2 separate regions of the Bombyx mori genome follow, and region 1 is linked to region 2. The links are chromatin contacts, called in public Hi-C maps. All regions are on one chromosome and are shown on one strand. The core of a region is the stretch at or near the end of the contact, and the rest is flanking DNA. Distances in the headings are between cores, read along the strand shown.

Region 1 (3,185 bases), core at 396-2,895, 350 kb before region 2:
ATATTGAAGTGAAACTTCTTTAGAATCGTTAAATTTTTAGTTATTGTTTTCTTTTCAAAATTATCATGCGGGCTTTAATATGAAAGATGCTAAAAAGAAGCGATTTCGTTTTTTTTTGTTCTTCGCCATGGGGTAATTAATATCAACATACACATAAATATTTTGGGGTAATAATTAAAAAAGTTCCCCGGTACTGCTTTAAATTGATCAAGTCAAAAAGCCAGGGAATGTTCTATTTAAAGCTCTAGTGGTCTTTTCTGAGCTCACACATATTAGTCCCGCAATCATCATTCCATAGCAGGTTGTATTTCGGACGTACTGTGGGCGCATAGACGTAACTTGCCTATTTCGAAAAAGCTGATTCTGCTGGAAAAGTAGGATAGTCCTAATTCCAGGGTAAAATTCATTTTTGCATCTTACAATCCTATGTAATATGAGAAAAGGTTGTAAATGCAATGTGAGTGAACGCAGACGTCGATGGTTAACTAATTCGATTGCGAGTGGTGTGAAAAGAGATGAGGAGTTTTTTTTTATTGCTTTGATGGGTGGACGAGCTCACAGCCCCCCTGGTGTAAAGTGGTTACTGGAGCCCATAGACATCTATAACGTAAATGCGCCGCTCACCTTGAGATATAAGTTCTAAAGTCTCAAGTATAGTTACAACGGCTGCTCCACCCATCAAACCGAAACGCATTACTGCTTCACGGCAGAAATAGGCCGGGTGGTGGTACCTACCTGGACTCACAAGAGGTCCTACCACCAATAAAAGAAATGCAAGGGAACTCCTCATATTTCCATGTTTCATCTACACAGTTTAAAGTACAGAACCAATATTTATAGTCGTTCCAAAGATCTTTAAGCTATAGCCTCTTATTAAGGTTTCTACTAAACAAAAAAAAATTAGGCAGGTTGACATTCAATCGAAGAAATTTGAATTATGTTCCAATTACATATAAAAGATGCACATTTAGGTGGTTTGTTTATAAACCCCCAAGTGACGTCATACCGGGCTATTACTCGGGCCGTAACTTCAGTTACATCACGTCAGAGACGGACGGAAGATGGCAGCCTTCTAATGTATTTATCACTTCTGATTCTATGCTCCAGCTTACATTGTCGCCGCTGTTTCGAGTAAGTTTAGAATGAGTAAGTAAGTATCTATACAGTGTTTCCCGAGCGCTAAAACACGCTCTTCCTCAAATGATAAGGCCCAAATAGTAAGAGTTTGATAAGAGTCAGCGGTGGGTAGCGGCTTGCCAGTGCCCCTAATTTTGTTGATGTCCGTAACGATGAAAAAACTCGCCTGCATTCTCTTGACAATGAAAAGCTAAGTTTCATCATGGGCTGCTTTATACGAATAAGCAAGATAACAATAAAGTAATCAAAACAAAATAAGCAAATAACAAGTAAAGAAAACCTGCTGACTTGAACTTGAATACTTGTTTGAGGGAGATATGAAAAACTTTTACATGATATAACTTAATCGATCGATTCTAGCCAACCTACACAGAATATTTAGCAACCTTAGTCTACCAGGAGCACGTAGGAGGCGAACAATCCCAGGGCTCGTCAAGTCGAGGTATTTTGATGGCCGATGAGTTGGGAGGGGTATTATTAGTGCACACGTTACCCGACTTTCCTAACATGCAAAGTAAGTTAAAAGTTACAACCATTACATTAAAGTTGTTTTTTAGTAACTCTTAAAGGAAACCAGATTGCGCTGGTCCGACCAAATCTGTACCACTCTGGATACCACAAACTACGATGCCATACACACTACCGAGAACAGAGGAAGATGGCGAAACATTATCCAGAGAAGGGTAATGGGTGGAAATGGTCACGACCCTCAGACATGACGAATGCGACTCAGAGAGGAGGATAGGGAACCGTTATAGTGACAGACGCTGTAACAATGCATTAAGACTAATCTTAGCCACAACCTACCTTCAGGCAAAGGTGGCTAATATTACTCTTAATGCTAATCGCTAAAATTACAACAATGTGTTAGCCTGCCCTTTTTTGTAGCGGAGTCCGAACCTGCGAGGTCTCTACGTCAAGGGGGCTCGCGGCTTATATGATATTACCAAAATATGTTAGAGGTCACCCACTAAACGACTCCCCTGCATTCTCGTCCAAAAAACTTGATCACCGCCCGTGACAGAACTTGGGAGAGGAAGGACGGGTTACCGCGGTCAACACTGCAACCAGACGTGTTGGTTTACCCTAGAGATGTTCTGCCCTAATTTTTTTAATTAAAGTGTTAGTAGTCCGATGAGCTGAAAAGCAATCAGCGTATTAAAAATATTTCATTCAAGTATTTCTTTCCGGGCGTTTTTAAATTGTAATAACTCCAACATCGATTCGAACCTACCATTTGTCTAGTTGAATAGCAATTCAAATAATTTAATTTCAATAACCAGAGGTCAGGTCAGTATTCCCGGAAGACCAACTAGAGTATGGACATCTATTCGTTTGTTTGTCACTCGACTTGCGAACTCTGGATAAGGTAGCTGTTGCGATTAAGTCAACGATGCCAAAAGTCAAACTAGTTCAGATGCCGTCGAGATTGGAATCTATTTTGCCGAATTGGAAAAAGTTGAATGAACCTGCACAGTCAACTCAAAATCGGTTAGTTGGTTTTTACTTATAGCTCAAACCGTCTGGCGATTATCAGAGATCATCATAATGGCACGAGGTGATATTTTGACTGGAATAACAGTTATCCTTCAATACCGGAACATATGAAATTAAAAAAAACAGAATACGGACTTGGCGCTCGTCACTCCCATGATTGGTCAATAACTGACGCTAATACATTGCAATAATAACTACGTCGATCCATACACATATTTTTGGAAAATATTCAGATGTAATTGCAATAATTTAACTCAACCTCTTTTCTTTATATAATTTTGAAATTGCACATACGATTTTTATGGAGCCCGTAGTTATGGATGCCGTAAAAAGTGACTAAGACATTTTGGAGAATGGGCAGCAGTGCTCTCCGAGTATTATACCAAGGCACTGGGATCACCAGCCAGAATTTACTGGTGGTGGGGCGTATTGAAAACCTGCACAGATAGTTACTAACATCCTGCATATTTCTATCGTGATGCAGTCATGCGTTCCGTTTTCAAAAGTGGGACAATTTTAATACTGTACAATTGAGATTTCCACCTCATTGG
Region 2 (3,224 bases), core at 610-3,109:
CCGATGCGTTCTCAAGGCGAACCGCTTCACTTACTGCCTTCATGTGCATTGTACTTCTTTTTTCCTTTATTAAATACTAGAACTGTCCGTGAGTTTGACTATATAGGGATACTGGTCAAATTAGTATTTAATGAAGGAAGAAGTTCATAAATATAATATAACTATTTAATAAAGCCAATCAATCAACATTTAAATAAAACCTAGTTAAATCATTCGCTTATTTTATTAAAGACATCTTTTTTATTTTATTGCTTAGATGGGTGGATAAGCTCACGGCCCACCTGGTGTTAAGTGGTTACTGGAGCCCATAGACATCTAAAACGTAAATGCGCCACCCACCTTGAGATATAAGTTCTAAGGTCTCAAGTATAGTTACAACGGTTGCCCCACCCTTCAAACCGAAACGCATTACTGCTTCACGGCAGAAATAGGCAGGGTGGTAGTACCTAATCTTTAAGTAAGTAATCTTTAAATATTATGTATATTTTTTATCAAAAATAATATCATAATTGTTAACATGCTTCCAAATAATGCTGTTACACCTGTACGATGCTAAGAAGATAAGATATAATTATTATTTTCCTACCTAATCGTTGGCAGCCTAATTATATATTCTAATTACGCGCGGCGGACCTGAGAGCACTTTTTAACACTGGCCCTAGCAAGAGCAGTGCTTCCCTGAATCTACCACCGGATCGAAATCGCTTTCATATAATAAAACCTTAATTTATGTAATTCAATGTACAGCAAAAATACTTTACTTGTATAACCTTTTACGTTAATAAAAAATCATTAAAGAATGCAATAATAATTCTCATGTAGAAACTTGAAACAATAATACCTATATAATCAGATGCCGTAGTTTAAAATGTTTATCTCCATTTCAAACGCATGTTTCTCACATATCCATAACTTAATCTTCTATAATTCTTATTTTGTGCTCCGCAAAAACCTTTTTCCCTTTACGGAGACACCTGCCCTATATCCTGTGGATATTGCTCTCCTCTTTCTTCTTCTTGGAATGCGTATAAGTCCATCCCGCTCTTTAATATCGCATGTTTGTTTTTATATCTGCCTTATTACAGGCGTGATTGTGATCGGAATGAATTAATGAAGGGCCCGACGTTTTATTGCCTTGTATTATTTTTATGAAGATTCTAGATAATTCCGTTAATGGTATTAATCATTTAAGTCTATTTTAAACAGTGCTAATACATGCCAGTAAATGAGTTTGATTTAATCCAGTATTTAATCTTGGACTTCATTTCGAGATCTTAAGCTTATCATTGTACGATAATTGACGTTTTTTTTAAATATCGCACTAATAATATGTTATATAATAAATATTTTTGTCATATCGAAATAACTAATATCAATTTTAAAAAGGCTATTTTCAGAAATCATTATTATTTAATGTCCCAAAACTAAACAAAAGAAAAGCGTAATCTGATAAGTACACCTACTTAGTATTATTATATCTGAAAACTGAAATATCGAATAAAAACCGCTCGCTAATCTGATTAGTGAACTAATCGTAATTGTCAAATTGTTAATCTGTGAAAGGTACACATACAATCTATTGGTTTGACAACGACGTATCGGTGAAGTATCTGTATGGTAAAAAAAATAAGTACCAAAAAACAAAGATGCAATTTTTTCAAAATATTCTGTTTACAATGAATCTACTTTAATTTTATTTAATAAGTTGGTACATACACGACTTTTAAATGTCATATAAATTCTTGCGACCGCAAAAAAATAACGTAACTAATAAAGCAATACTTAATGGCATCGTTAAGTGACAGCCTAGATAATCCGACTACAAGTTAGGACCGCCTCTCGGATGTTTACGCGCGCAACGCCTCACTAGCGCCCCGCGGTACACGACCGAACTAAGCGGCGAAGATTTTATTTATGTCTCATTGCTCACTTTGCGTTCGTTTATCGCGTTAGCGAATAACAATGAGGTTCAATTTTATTTTTATTATTCCGTAACGTATATGAGATTCTTGATTTTTGAAATTATTTAGTTTAATTATATTTACATTCAACAGTTAACCGATTATATTATGAAATAAACCCCATTACATTTTGAAATATTTGCATTACACTTGTCGGTTGGACGGTAGCCCTGTGACGACATAACTAAGACATTGCAACTCACCTTGAAAACCGTAGGCTCATTTTTAATAGATGACTAAGTTGATTCAAACTGGACCGCGGCAGAAATAAGCAGAACCCACAAACTGAATAGATTTCAATTTCATGTTCAAAACTCGCAACACTAATTTTGTTTCTAATACAGATAAACTAGAAATTTAAAATGATCTACTAACAAACTTGTTTGTAATCGACAACGCCGACCAAATTCAAGCACTGTTCATACTTAAATGTAATTCGACAGAAACAATCGGATGTGGTCACTGATCGAGATGGCCAAAAAGCCGTGTTTTATTTTGTGTCGGTTGATCTAAAAGTAAAATTCAATCGACAGTAGGAAAACCATGGGCGACCACATCCATAGCTATATAATTCTAATGAAAATAAGTGGCTTACAAAAAGCTCATTCAGGCGTAAAGAGTGATATACGTAATAATTTTGAATTTTAATAAAAAGAAGGGGAGAGCCGACTTGTTAATAGTGAAGGGTGAATGTGTGAATAAAATTACTAAATTATATTTATACGCAATTGGCGAAATAGTAAGAGCACATTGGATAAATGGATACCAAAATAAATCTCATTTAATTTGCTTGTTATTAACACGTTAATTGCGTTTTGCGATTTAAAATGCGACTGTCGTGTAATGCGACCGACAATACCCGTGTTCTTTCGCTCGATACGGGAAGCGACTAAGCCCAGATTTCTATGGGCATGGGCCATATTAAAAAACGGTCTTTTGGGATCTTGTCGTAGGACCTCTTGTGAGTCCGCACGGGTAGATACCACCACCCTGCCTATTTCTGCCGTGAAGCAGTAATGCGTTTCGGTTTGAAGGGTGGAGCAGTCGTTGTAACTATATTTGAGACCTTAGAACTTATATCTCATGGTGGGTGGCGCATTTACGTCATAGATGTCTATGGGCTCCAATAACCACTTAACATCGGGTGAGCTGTGAACTCTTCCACCCATCTAAGCAATAAAAAAAAGGCTAATCAGGTCTCATGCGCACTGTAAAGAAGTCCAATTTTATCTCGAAAAGACCTCATACGCACTGTCTAAGTTT

The links. Hi-C and Micro-C count contacts between places; a contact is called where the count stands out from the background.
Region 1: a Hi-C map of middle silk gland shows a contact between it and region 2, with 1.8 times the contacts expected there. The contact joins the promoter of LOC134200604 here to the enhancer-like site in region 2.

The regions. Positions count from the first base shown.
Region 1 is chr18:8,117,325-8,120,509 of ASM3026992v2, reverse strand. LOC134200604 reads left to right here and starts at 1,645. Exons shown (of 5, transcript XM_062673785.1): 1 at 1,645-1,651; 2 at 1,695-1,820; 3 at 2,421-2,628. The coding sequence starts at 1,645.
Region 2 is chr18:7,772,421-7,775,644 of ASM3026992v2, reverse strand. The region is part of intron 4 of LOC101746298; the gene reads left to right. Among protein-coding and RNA genes, the nearest start is that of LOC101736850, 17 kb to the right of the region's middle. Within about 2 kb of position 1,859, at least 7 of the 8 cell types and tissues checked have open chromatin away from gene starts, as enhancers often do.